Linked DNA regions of Mus musculus: all the other regions are linked to region 3. Evidence: chromatin contacts called from public Hi-C data. All regions are on one chromosome and are shown on one strand. Each heading gives the region's core, a stretch centred on a gene start, on an enhancer-like site or on the middle of the called end of the contact. The rest is flanking DNA. Distances are from core to core; before and after follow the strand shown. Region 1 has its middle 26 kb from the start of Gm51988. Region 2 overlaps Dpf3 (D4, zinc and double PHD fingers, family 3). Region 3 overlaps Dpf3 (D4, zinc and double PHD fingers, family 3).

What was found. Hi-C and Micro-C count contacts between places; a contact is called where the count stands out from the background.
Region 1: a Hi-C map of cerebellum shows a contact between it and region 3, with 1.8 times the contacts expected there. The contact joins two enhancer-like sites. A contact is called at or near these places in 1 of 39 promoter capture datasets (hippocampal neurons), 2 of 484 Hi-C or Micro-C datasets (cerebellum and nephron progenitors) and 2 of 9 other capture datasets (adipose tissue and pancreatic islet).
Region 2: a Hi-C map of cerebellum shows a contact between it and region 3, with 1.9 times the contacts expected there. The contact joins two enhancer-like sites. A contact is called at or near these places in 3 of 484 Hi-C or Micro-C datasets (cerebellum, liver and nephron progenitors) and 3 of 9 other capture datasets (adipose tissue, liver and pancreatic islet).

What each region holds. Positions count from the first base shown.
Region 1 is chr12:83,178,336-83,182,447 of GRCm38.p6, reverse strand. No RefSeq gene overlaps it. Among named protein-coding and RNA genes, the nearest start is that of Gm51988, 26 kb to the right of the region's middle. Within about 2 kb of position 1,692, at least 12 of the 459 cell types and tissues checked have an H3K27ac peak or open chromatin away from gene starts, as enhancers often do. A contact at or near this core is called in cerebellum, where this site is marked.
Region 2 is chr12:83,409,956-83,413,891 of GRCm38.p6, reverse strand. The region is part of intron 1 of Dpf3 (D4, zinc and double PHD fingers, family 3); the gene reads left to right. Among named protein-coding and RNA genes, the nearest start is that of Dpf3, 76 kb to the left of the region's middle. Within about 2 kb of position 1,966, at least 58 of the 459 cell types and tissues checked have an H3K27ac peak or open chromatin away from gene starts, as enhancers often do. A contact at or near this core is called in cerebellum, where this site is marked.
Region 3 is chr12:83,281,415-83,285,617 of GRCm38.p6, reverse strand. All of the region lies in intron 7 of Dpf3 (D4, zinc and double PHD fingers, family 3), which reads left to right. It also overlaps the pseudogene Gm18872. Among named protein-coding and RNA genes, the nearest start is that of Gm51988, 130 kb to the right of the region's middle. Within about 2 kb of position 1,502, at least 3 of the 459 cell types and tissues checked have an H3K27ac peak or open chromatin away from gene starts, as enhancers often do. A contact at or near this core is called in cerebellum, where this site is marked.

The sequences.
Region 1 (4,112 bases), core at 443-2,942, 100 kb after region 3:
ATAACCAGTGAGCTATTTATTTATTTTAAATATGACACACAGATGGGAGGGGATGTGTTGAGAGGAGTCCCGGAGAAGTCATGGTGTAGATATGACCGAGATACAATGTATATATGTGTGAATTTGAAAAAATAAATAAAAATATTGTGAAAGTGAGTAGATTAAGTTGTTAGTGCTCTAGGGTCGGTTGGGATTTTTAAATTGGCTTTATTCCAATAAGAAAATTATTCTGTTTCTTAAAAATTAAAGTGCCGGGCTTGAGAGATGGCTCAGCGGTTAAAAGCACTGACTGCTCTTCCAAAGGTCCTGAGTTCAAATCCCAGCAACCACATGGTGTCTCACAACCATGCGTAATGAGATTTGACTCCCTCTTCTGGTGCGTCTGAAGACAGCTACAGTGTACTTAGATATAATAATAAATAAAACTTTAAAAAAAATGAAAGTGCCATGATCCTTAGGTTTCTTTGAGTCTTGGGACTCTGGCTTCACATGTAGCTCCTGACTATACCCTAGGTTATCCTAGCCTCCATCCCTTCGTACCTACTCTCCTAACCTGGTCATGGTCCCACCCCATCATCCAGGCATACTTCAGCTCCCGTCTCTCCTCTGCCTGCTTCATTTTTAACCATGAAGAGACTCTGGGGTCCAGTTAGAAGCCTAGCCTTTGTGCCAGTCAGTTACACATCCCACTGGTAAGTGTTGTGAGGCTAGTCACCACCAGTCCCTGCCTTCCCTAGGCCTCTCGGTCATAGGTGGTGATGTCTTCAACACGTGGTTGTGGATCCCAGTCCTGCTGGCTATGATCTTACACATATAGAACCGCCTAATATAAGAATGCTGCTCTGCTAACTCTCTTTGAGCAACAACCTGTCTGTCTCCTGTTGGTCCACTACAACAGTTGCTCTCCCAGTCCTTCATAGACTGCTGGCTTGTCATTCCCATTCAGCTTATCACTGCTTCAGATTCCAGCTTTTCAGAGAGAACTCCTTTGATCCAACTAGAGTAGCTCTCCAGTGCCTCTCTATTACACCGTCCATTTTAGCCTTACAGCATAGACATTTGTAACTCTCTGACGTCTTGTATTTGCTGTCTCTCTGTCTTTCCTCAGCTGGAATAGTAGTATCCAAAAGGAGAATTTTGTGAACATTGTTCACCGTTTTGTCTTTAGCGCCCAGTATGGTTGGTGCGTGGTGCACGTTGGGAGTTCAATAAACATAGGAAAACTGCCTAAGTGAATCTGCTTTTTGGCTGCTGTGGATTCTTATTAGATTGGATTTATTATATTATACACCTCTAGATACTGGACCTGTAGCAACTGGAATTAAACCTGAAGTCCTTGTATCCTCCCTCTCTGAGTTACCAGCAAGCTCTGCGGCAAAGGCTGCCTGAAATAAGATCCTGTGTGTTATGTGAATCCAGGCGCATCCTGTCCCCTGCCACCTTGGCCACCAGTTCATTTCCCCATTTAGATGATGCTTCTTTCTCATTTTGTTTCCTCCCGCACCACTGGCTTATTGGCGGTGATTAGCAGAGGGTGGTCGTTTATGTGAAACACCTGCTTCCCACCCGTCTCCCTCATGAGTAGCCATCTCTGGACCCTGTACAGGAAGCTTGCAGGTATCCTTCATGGCCGAGTGGGCTCTTAGAATTTTTTTCCAGGAGTCAGTTCCAAACTGGCACCATATGGGTGGCCACCTGTGTGACACTTTGCCAGCATTGCATCAAATGCACCTGCCAACTTATGAAAGAGACCAGGGGAGGTCTGACAGTGTCCAGGAGGATTGGCAGAAAGATTGGCCCGAGAAGAAAGCTAAGCCAGGGGGAAGTACATTTTGCTTTAAAAGTTGGGATGGACAGATAGATAGATAAAATGGGATATTGGGGTATTAGCACATACCACTATGAAAGCTTAGTCTTGTATATGACATCACAAGCCGAAGAAGCACAGAAGCTGTGGTAGCAGGTTATAGTCAAGCCTGGGTGCCCAAGAATCAGCGGAGTTGATGGTGTGAGTCTCAGTCTGAAGATGAAGGGCCAAGGATGCTGAGACATGATGGTTTAGGTCCCAGAGTCCAAAGGCATGAGAACATAGAGCTCTGGTATTCAAGGACAGGACAAAGGCATGCCAACATAATATGAGAGAGAGAGAGAGAGAGAGAGAGAGAGAGAGAGAGAGAGAGAGAGAGAGAGAGAGAGAGAGAATGGATTTGCTTTGTCTTTGCCTTTGGCCCTATCTGGGCTTTCCACTGATTGGTTATTGTCCACTCACATTAAATGCAAATGGATCTTTCTTAATGAGTCCATTGATTCAAATGCCAGACTCTTTAGGAAACAGTCTCACAGACTTGCCCAGGAATAATGCTTTCTCAACTAATTAGGCATCTATCTGATGTAGTCAAGTTGACACCTAAAATTAGTCATCATACCGTGGAAAGGAAGGACACAGGTGGGGGCTGTGATTACACATTTAGTCATTGCAGTAGATCTAGGAAATCATTCACTATCTAGTTGGGTTGGACTATATGCTACTCCAGTTGTGTTCTTTGGATAAGAGATGAGACTCCCAGAACCAAGAGTCAGTGTATTTGATTGAATGGCTCTAGGTAGAATACATCAGCCAACACTGGCCTTGTTGGGCAATAGGATAGAAGCCAGAGAAATGGTAGTTGCAGAGAGGAAGGGAGGAGTTGAGATTAAAGACATACAAGTAGGATTTGCAGCTGTCTTGATATAGACGGGGTGAGGGAAGGTATGATGCTCAAGTCTCGGCCTTGGGGAAATAGACAGATATGGTACCAAGAACTGAGATAAAGGCCCCCAATGAAGAAGCAAGTAAGGATGCATCTTCCTCTTCCTGTGGTGTATGAAGAAGGCCTGGGTCCATCAGATGCCACCACCACCCTCCTTAAGGGCCTGGCCAAAGAAATGAGATTTCTTTTGAGCTACCTGGGAAAACCTGAAGGAGACCTGAAGGAGCTACCCTCCTTGGGGCTGCATTGGACAATGGGCACTGCCCACTCAGAGTAGACTGAAGCCACTTGGCTGCAAAGGGAACTCATGGACTGCACCCTCTTGCACCAGGCAGGAGGAGCAGGCTGAAGGCCTGGGTTTTGTCCAGCATGCCTTGCTGTCTTTAGAGTCGGGGTAGTGGATGGATCTGTGTTCTCTGGGTATCTGAGCCCCATCCTGGTCAGGTAAGAAGCTGAAGAGCTACTTGAAAGAGATCATATGCATAGATTATGCCAACATGGGCTCTGCTTTCTCTGAAAAGCAATTTCAAAGACACTTCATTCTCCACCTGCATTTGGCTAATAGCCTGATTACAGCCACACTAATAACCTTCAAACACTCTCAGGAGCAGCCTTGACTCTGAGAGCCACCGCCTCCCCTCCTCCTTGTCCTATTTCATGCTTCCCCAGGAAGGCAAAGACAACAGCTGTGCATTCCTCCCAGGCCTGAGCTACTGCAAGGAGAGGCAGATGGCTGTGGGCTCATTCCTGAAGTGCCCTTCTGGGGACCATCAGCCCCGGCTCCCAGGCTGACATCCCACCCAGGGCTACAGGTCAGAGCATAAACAGTTCATATGAATATGGATGCTGAGGATGAAGGCTGATTGCTTTCATCCTGCAGGGCAAAGCTACCACCCTGAGGAAGGATGCTATTTTTCCTGAGATACAAGGTCAGAATGAAGGGTGGTCTTCGGAGCCAGGGGCACGGCCATTTTGAGATCCAGGAGCTGGCTGCTTGGAGAGAGATGCCCCTGTCAGGAGAGCATTTGAGTCTGTTGTGTGTCCCTTTAGTAAGCTCTTGCCATTGTTAGGAGGCTGGGTGGTTAGATGCTGTGGGAGGATTTTTATTTTCCCCAGTGGTGAACTACGACTGATGAGTCAGAAGACATCTTCCAACTCCAAGGGGTACACACACTGTCCTAATTCGTGCCTAGGCTGACAATAATCCCTTGTATGTCCTTTCTTCTTGTCTAGATCCCAGTCAGTCCCCATGGTTCAGCTCAGACCCCAGGCTCCTATCATCTCACTCCTGCTGGCTCCAGACCATATTTATATGACACCTAGAGTCTGAAGACTGCTTGTGACTTACAGAACCCAAATCCT
Region 2 (3,936 bases), core at 717-3,216, 130 kb before region 3:
GCCATGTGAAGTCTGAATGAAAGAGGAGACACTGAAGAAAGGCTTTTGTGGGGCTACAAGAACACAGGACCAGGTCACCACCATTTAAATAGTAGGCTCCGGAACGTTGTTCCCTCCTGGGAAGAACGCACAGTTTGTGTCTTCATGGGATTGGAAAACAGAGTGGTCTTACTAAAAAGAGGTTTCCAGGGAAGTAATTTCAAGCAGGCGTAGGAGGGAGATGAGTTGGGTGGTCAGCTATGGATGTACTAGGTTAGAGGCGGCTTCATGAACTCATTGCTGGTGGTTGGTTGTACATGCATAGGCCTTTGTTTTCCCAAACTCATAAATCCCGACTGAGTTGTATTGTGCCTGCAATGAATGTGGTGCTTAGAGGGAGGGAGGGAGGGAGGGAGGAAGAAGAAGAGGGACCAGCTTACACGGGGCCTCTTCCCCCACCATGCTTTGTGCCCAGAATCCAGCCTTCATCATCTCATCCAGTTCTCCCCGGCTTCCCAAGAGCAGCTTCATCTTTTCCATGTCTGCAGATTAAAACAGGAGACTCAGAAGGCTAAGCACCCGTTGCCACGTTGAGGCTGAGGTCTCTGCTCCTGGCTCCTCGTGGCCCTGATAAACTCTACCATCTCCAGCTGCATTGAGGACCCTTTCTTTAGGCACAGAGGCTGGGGTGGATTGCAGGCAGAGGAGGAGGGTTAGGTCTGGCTGGATGTTTGTGGGTTTGCTCCGACTCAGCAGAAGCACTCGTGCTGCTGGCCCGGAGGTGGCTGGCTGGCTGTGTGGTTGGGGTTTGCAAAAGACTCTGAAGAGCCTTTTGCCAGAGGGGCTTTAAAAGTTGCAGCTCTCAGCAGCCACTATCAGCCGGGATTTTTTTCCCCCTTTTCTCCTTCAGATTGAATCCAGTCAAGGTTTTATTGGCTTATCTGTTCTCAGGTTGACCCTTCTTCTTCCTTACCTGTGCAGCCTCCCCTGTCACTCACTACACTTCCGGGCACACAGTGGCCCAGGGAAGGAATTCTCTCTTTAGCAGGGCTACCACTTGGTCCTGGTCTCTGCTTCCTCACTCGAAAATTCCTTTGGTTTCCCCTAAGAGGTGTGAGTTCACTCAGGATGAAGACATACCAGGATCTTGTATGGGTTCAGATTCAGGGGTGAGGGGACTGCTCCCCTCTCTGTGTCATGTTTGAGCCATTCTCAAAAGGCTTCCAGAAAATGGATAGTGCAGTGTGTCTGGAGAACCCAGTATCCTGGATGGTGGGAGTTGCTATTGTCACCTCTCCTCTCCAGGACTCATATCCTTAGGCCCTCTGAAGGGTCAGGGCTCTTGCCTGCCTGCCTCTGAGTATCTGTCATCTTTTGCTTTGTTTGGTCATCGTGGCCCTGCCCCTGCCCCTAACTTAGAAAAGATGAGCCAGGGCCAAGCCTGGCTGCCTTGTCTCCTGGCCAGCAGTGCATGCTGCTTTGCGTCAGCAGAAAAAGTGTCCCCTGCCAGCCACATTCTAGAGCACACTGTCCCTTGCAGCCCTAGCCTGAGAGGACTCTGTGCCGCGTCCCTGCTTGCTGGCCTGAGTTTGGTCTCTCTCTGCCCATATACCTGGTGACTCGGGAACCTCAAAATACGGCTTGGTGGCCCAGTGACTTCAGGGGATGTGCTCGGGGTTTGCCTTCCATGCCTGTTCCTCCTTCCCAGGGTTACAAGGGGTGTCTCCTCCAAGCTCCTCCCAGCTCCCAAAATACCAGCCCTACCTCCCAGCACTGCCAGAAAATGCTTAGCACATTAGCGGGTTTAGCTACAACCACAGTGACAGACACTTAGGAGGCTGCAGAAGCACATAGATTTCATTTTGAATTCCTCCTGGCATCTCACTATTTTGACAACACAGGGCGGCACCACCGTTACTAGGAACCTGTGTGGTAGAAGGGTGGGGGTGGGAGTGTGGGGAGCCACAGCGAGCATGGAATCCTGAAGAGCCTGCGACCGCACCTGCCTCCCATTCTGCTGTGACTGCATCTGTCGTTGGCAGGCCTGTCTGGCGCGGACCTCCCTTTGGCCTTCTGGAGCACACTTGGAGAAGGTTTTGGATCCTAACAACTCCCTCCTCCCCGTCCCCCAGTTGCCTCAGCTCAGTGGCTTCTCTTGCAGGGGAGATGAGAGGCTCCTGGTCCTGCCAGGGAGGCAGCCAGGCGGGCTGAGAGAAGCAGTCTCAGGGAACAGCCTTGCTCTCTGGGGCCTCTGCTCCTTCTCTGCCATTTCATGCTGCAGGCTCCGAAGCTGTCTCCAACTCTCTAGAACCCAGTCTTCTCATATGAAAGCTAGACAAATGTGGCTGGCTTTCCCTACCTCCACGTAAGGCTTGTCATATGCAAGAGACAAATAAATGCAGAGGCGTTTTTTTTTTTTTTTTGAAAGTGTCAGGTGAGGCACACGTTCCCCTGCAGAGAACATGTTATGTCTTGTTTACTGTGAGTTCCTCCACAACGTCTAGTTTAGTGAATAGAAAGGAAAATCTGAGGACTTTCTAGAAATTGCCAGCATGCTCCCTTGAGTCATGGTGTGGTGAAGAACGGCAAGGCTCTGGAGGTATTAGTGAGCAAGGGCTGCTGGAACAGGTAGCATAGACTGAATAGTGTGAGCACCAGGAGTGTAGTCTGTGACACCAGGGAGGCTGGAAATCCAGGGTCAAGGTATGAGCTGTGTGGGCCCCTCCTGTGGCCGCTGAAGACGACGATGAGTCTGCTCTGTGGCCTCTCCCAGCTTCTGCTGCCTCCCTGTATGCCCTCCTCTGTTTGAACCTTCACAGGGTAGTGGTGTCCCTATGTGAAGCTCTGTGTCCAAACACTATTTTAGTTTTAAAGGAAGACACCAATTGTTCCTGAATTTTTGGAGATTTTATGTCCCAGAAATAGTTTTATTTTATTTCCCAAATGGCTTATAAAACATAAAATTGTCTTTTAGAATCAAATGTAGTATCAGTTTATACTTTTCACTTATTTCCTCCCTCCCCGCTCCTTTCCTGCTTGCTTGCTCTCTCTCTCTCTCTCTCTCTCTCTCTCTCTCTCTCTCTCTCTCTCTCTCTTTCTTTTTTTCTTTCTTACTTATGTTTTTGGTTTTTTGAGACAGGGTTTCTCTGTGTAGTCCTAGCTGTCCTGGAACTCACTCTGTAGACCAGGCTGGCCTCGTACTCAGAAATCTGCCTGCCTCTGCCTCCCAAGTGGTGGGATTAAAGGTGTGTGCCACCACTGCCTGGCTATTTATTTATTTTTAAGACATGGTTTTTGACTATCTCAGGCTGGCCTTGAATTCACCCTGTCTCGAGGAGAACTTGAATCAGCGCCCCCCACCCCCACCCCCCAACCCCCCCGTCAGCTTCTCCAGTACTGGAATTATAGGCATATCCCAGTATGCTCTGTTTCCTACTTCTTTTCTGTGCCGTCCTTTCCCTGTGCATGTCTGCATCATGGCTGATGCCAGGTTCACGTTCTTTTCCTCTTCTTGGGCCATACATGTCCTGTTCCCCAGTGGGTCATTTTAGTGTATATCTCTGGCAGAGGAGCCCCCACCCTGAAATCTATGTGTGTCCCCACTTGACTTAGGTACTGGCATGTTGTGGAATGTTTGTGGTTGGAGCATTCCAGCCCTGGTGTGTCGCTGGACCATCATGCTGGCCGATGATCTTTTCAGGACCTGGTACCATCTTGTCTGCCGGCCCTTTGTTTTCAAGGCTCCATGGCTGTTCATCTCTCTGCATTGTGTCTTCCTGTGACCTTTCCAGTTTAGGAAACTGGATGGAGATGGAGGAATACTTTTATTTATACACTACCCTGGAAGAAGAGGAGGCCTAAGGGTTCCTTCCTGTGAGCCACAGGGATCCGTTTCCCAGTTCTCTTTCTTGATAATACCAAGAATCAGGTATTCTCACTAGCCTTGTCTTACAGATG
Region 3 (4,203 bases), core at 253-2,752:
GAAGGCTGGCCTTGCCTATTGACTCACTAGACATAGACATTCTCGGGCTCCACCAGCAGAGAGTCCAAGGGTAGGAACCAGCATGAAGGGTATTCTGGTATGTGCGAAAGCTTAAGGACCACTGCCCTGTGAGGTTTTGGAACAGTTCACTAAGGAGGTTATGTTCAGGTCTTGGAAAGCAAGGAAGAGTATTGAGGAGGGAGAAGACCTCCCAGGTTTCAAAATAAATACATATGGATGAAGGGAAAGAGGCCGTGATGGCATGGTATATTCATACAGTCGATAGCAGCCGGGTCTCATGGTGGTATTGAAGTTAGGACTGAATGAGACAGGACACCACATTGGAAACACCTTCACTGCAGAGTTTTTATTCTATGGGAACTATCAGAGGCATTCCTTGAAGGAAAGAGAGGCTTTATTTAAAAATTTTTTTTATTTAATAGCATAAATAAATATATGCTTTCAAGCTAAACTTGGAGTTCTTAAGAGGGAATTGATTTAATACTGTTCTATAAAATTCGTCTTGTTTTTCAGGCCCATGTAATTGAGGTTGGGATGTCCTAGGTTCCTAGAGGTCAGACTCCTGTGCAGGGTCACATGTTGGTTCATAGTTAAGCTTCCTTTTCTATCGTTCTTAAGAGGAAAATGCCCAGAGCCAGTGCCGCTGTTGAGGGCAGGGCGTACTTTGTAGAACTGTAAGGGGAAAGCCGAATTGATTAAGGGTAATGCCCGCTGATTAGATAATCTGGAAATTAGTCTGATAATGTGCAAATTATCTAAGAGCAGTGCATGATGTCATTGCCACACTGCTGGGAAAAGTCTAGCAGATGTTTGTCTTCTGGCATGCTTGCTCTCTGTCCTAGACCCAGGGGCAGCTAGCACAGGTCTCGGGAGGTGAAGCACCTCTTAGAAATGTGCTTGGAAATCTTGGGTATCTCTGAAAGGTGTGTGAAAAAGCAGGAAAAAAAACACCCCATCTAGCCCACTACCTAGTGAGTGTGGTACTGGTATGTGAGGCTTGGTTACAGGGGAGACAAGGCAGAGTCAGATTCACAGGTCTTCCCGGGAGGTCACCCACTTCTCCCCCTCTTGCTCTCCCAAACAGCAACTTTGAAAACTAGTAATAGGTGCTCTTACAATGAGTTAGGATCTAAGTGGTTTGCAGGCCACAAAGAGAGAAATTTGAGGGGTTGCTCAGTCCGTGGAGAGGTAGGCACCTGGAGGCAATTTCTCAGCTCTGTGGCTGAGTGGATAGTGATGCGTTGGAAGTGACTGGTCCAGGGTGTGATCGACCTTGTTACCCTGCTCCCCACTGCTCTATGGATGTGGGTCTGCTACTGACACCTCCCTCCCCTTAGTTGCCTCATCTGTAACAGGGAAGCACCCACCCTGGCCTTGTGGACTTGCTGTGTGTTTTCGATGAGGCAAAAGGGTATGGGATTGGCACTAAGCCTGCTCATCGTGAGTGGTCATGTCCCATCCCTGTCCTATTTGGACCAGCAGAGCATGTCTGTGACCACAGATGGCTAATCTGGGTCAGGGACTCCATTTGAGGCAGCGTGTGGGGCCTGTTCTAACACTGATGCTAACTGCCCCTGAGGACTCGTGGGTATCCATGGAAATTATCAGAGCTACCTGACCCCAGCATATCCTTTGCTAAATCTTAGACATGGCACTGATTCTTTTGTCCAAGAGAACCCAAGTATCTATGAAACCCTTGCTTTATGTGTACTCACTTGTGGGGATATATATAACCAGGCCTCCCTTTGGGACAACATATGGTCATTGTCCTGGGAGAACCTCTCAGGTAACCAGGAATAGGATAGATGCATGAAACCTGGGGAGAGAAAGAAGTGGCCTGGACTCCAGCCAAGGGTGCCCTCTCCTATTCACAGAGCCATTTTCCCAGGGCTGACTATCCACATGCTGACTCTGTCTGAGCTTCTCCGATTTCTCGCACACTTCTGCCATAATTGCATAGAATGTTCAGGATTGAGGAGTTCTACAGGCTGACCAGTACTGGTGACAGCCATAGCATTCGCTCTAGCATATCTCGAGTGTCACAGGCGCAGTGTTCAGACCGCTATTCTCAGCTCATCCATTCGTTCCAATAACCCTATAAGGCAGGTGCTGTCTTGCCCAGAGGCACACGAGGACCAGGTGACATTCCTGTGGATGTGGCATGAACGTGGCTTCGTGAGTTTATCTCTGTTTCTTGGGAAAGCTTATTTATTTAGGGCTTTGATTTTCCTCCCGTTTCACTAGGAATGAAGTGGTTTTGCACGCAGGCGAGGCGAGAGGGAAGGGAATGATGGAAAATCTATTAGGTGCCTGGCAGTTTTCACACATCATCTCATGTAATGCTCACAAGTCCAAGTGGCATGTGTGAGAATTCTCATTTTACAGGAGGAAAAAATGGAGGCTCAGAGAGGTCTGAGTAACTTATCTCAATGTACTCAGCAAGCTGGAAGGCTGAGCTGTGCTTAGACACCATTCAGCTCTGTCAGGACGCTGGGATCCCAAGAGATGAGGCCCAGGCCCAGGCTCCTGGGTCTTCTCATGAAGCTACTGCCGACGTCCCTCTTAGCCTGTTAGCTTGCTGTCAATTGCATCTTATTACACAGTGGTTTTTCAGGAGAGACGAATGCATTGACAGACCGTGTCTTTGTTAGCTTCGGCTGCCTATTAGTTTGTGCCTTAGTTAGGTTCCTATTGTAGTGATAAAACACCATGCCAAAAGGAACCTAGGGAGGAGATGGTTTATTTAACCTTACATTTTTAGTTAACGGTCCATTGATGAGGGAAATCAACGCAAGAACTCAGGCAGGGCAGGAACCCAGAGGCAGGAACTGAAGCAGAGGCCATGAAGGAGTGGCTTGTTCCGTTTGGCTTGCTCATCCTTCTTTCTTATAATGCCCAGGACCAACAGCCCAGGGGTGGCACTGCCCGCAGTGATCTAGGCCTTCCCATATCAATCAACAATTAAGAATATGCACCAAAGGCTTGCCCACGGGCCAATCTGGAGGAAGCGTTTTTCTCAATTTAGATCCCCTCTTCCAAAATTACTCTATTTGTGTCAATTAGACACAAAAACTACCCAGCATAGTTTGCTTTCTGTTAATGCAGTGAAACACTAAAACCAACTTGGGGAAGAAAGGGTTTATTTTAGTTTGCAAGTTCAAGACCATCCTCAAGGATGGTGCCAAGGCAGGAACGCAAGGAAACACTTGAAGCAGAAGTTGAAGCAGAGACTATGGAGGAATGCTGCTTACTCGCTTGTGCCCTCTGACTTGCTTGGCAACCTTTCTTGTATAATCCACATATTCCTGTCTAGGGATGGTACAGTCAAAGAAATGCCTTATAGGTATGCCCACAGGTCAATCTCATGGAGGCAATTTCTCAACTAAGGGTTCCTCTTTTCTCAGATGCCAAACTGACAATCAAGATGAACCACCAAAGACTGCCATGCCCAAATTCTAGGCTGAGTGGCTTAAACAGCAGAATTGACTTCTCACCATTCTAGAGATAGAAGTCCAAGATGGAGATGACAGCAGAGTTGGTGGTGTCCTGTTAGGATGTCATCCTTGGCATAGGTCAGCCACCCTCTTGCTGTTCTCATACAACCTTTCCTCTACGTGTACAGACAGAGAGAAAGACAACTCTCTGGTCTCTTATCCCTAGTCCCATCATGTTGGCTCCATTCTCACAGCCTCACCAAACCTATTTACCTTCTAAAGACCCCGGTTTCAAATGACATCACATTGGGCATAGGGCTTCACCATAAGCTCTGGGGGACGTGGGGACACACCTGGATCCACCCCAGACACATTTAGTTCCTAAAGCTCTTTGATGACTTGTTGGTATTTGTGATGGTCTTATGGACCTCACCCTTCACCTTACAAAGTCTCAATGAGTCTGTAATCTATAAGCAAGTATTAGTATAGTAAAAAAAAAAATTCAATATCATACTAGCTAGTGATTTTCCTGAAACATTTCTCACACCATTTTTAAACTTTTTTTTTAAATGCTTTATGCCCATCATGACAATTTTAGATTGCATCTTTGGCTGTTATTTTTATCAACCCTCATATCAGATGATCCTGAAAAATATATACATGCCTGCCTCCTTCCTCCATCTCCTAGTCACCACTGGCTTCTGCACGTGTCACTACAATGCTCTATTCCTGTCCTCCAGCCCTCTTC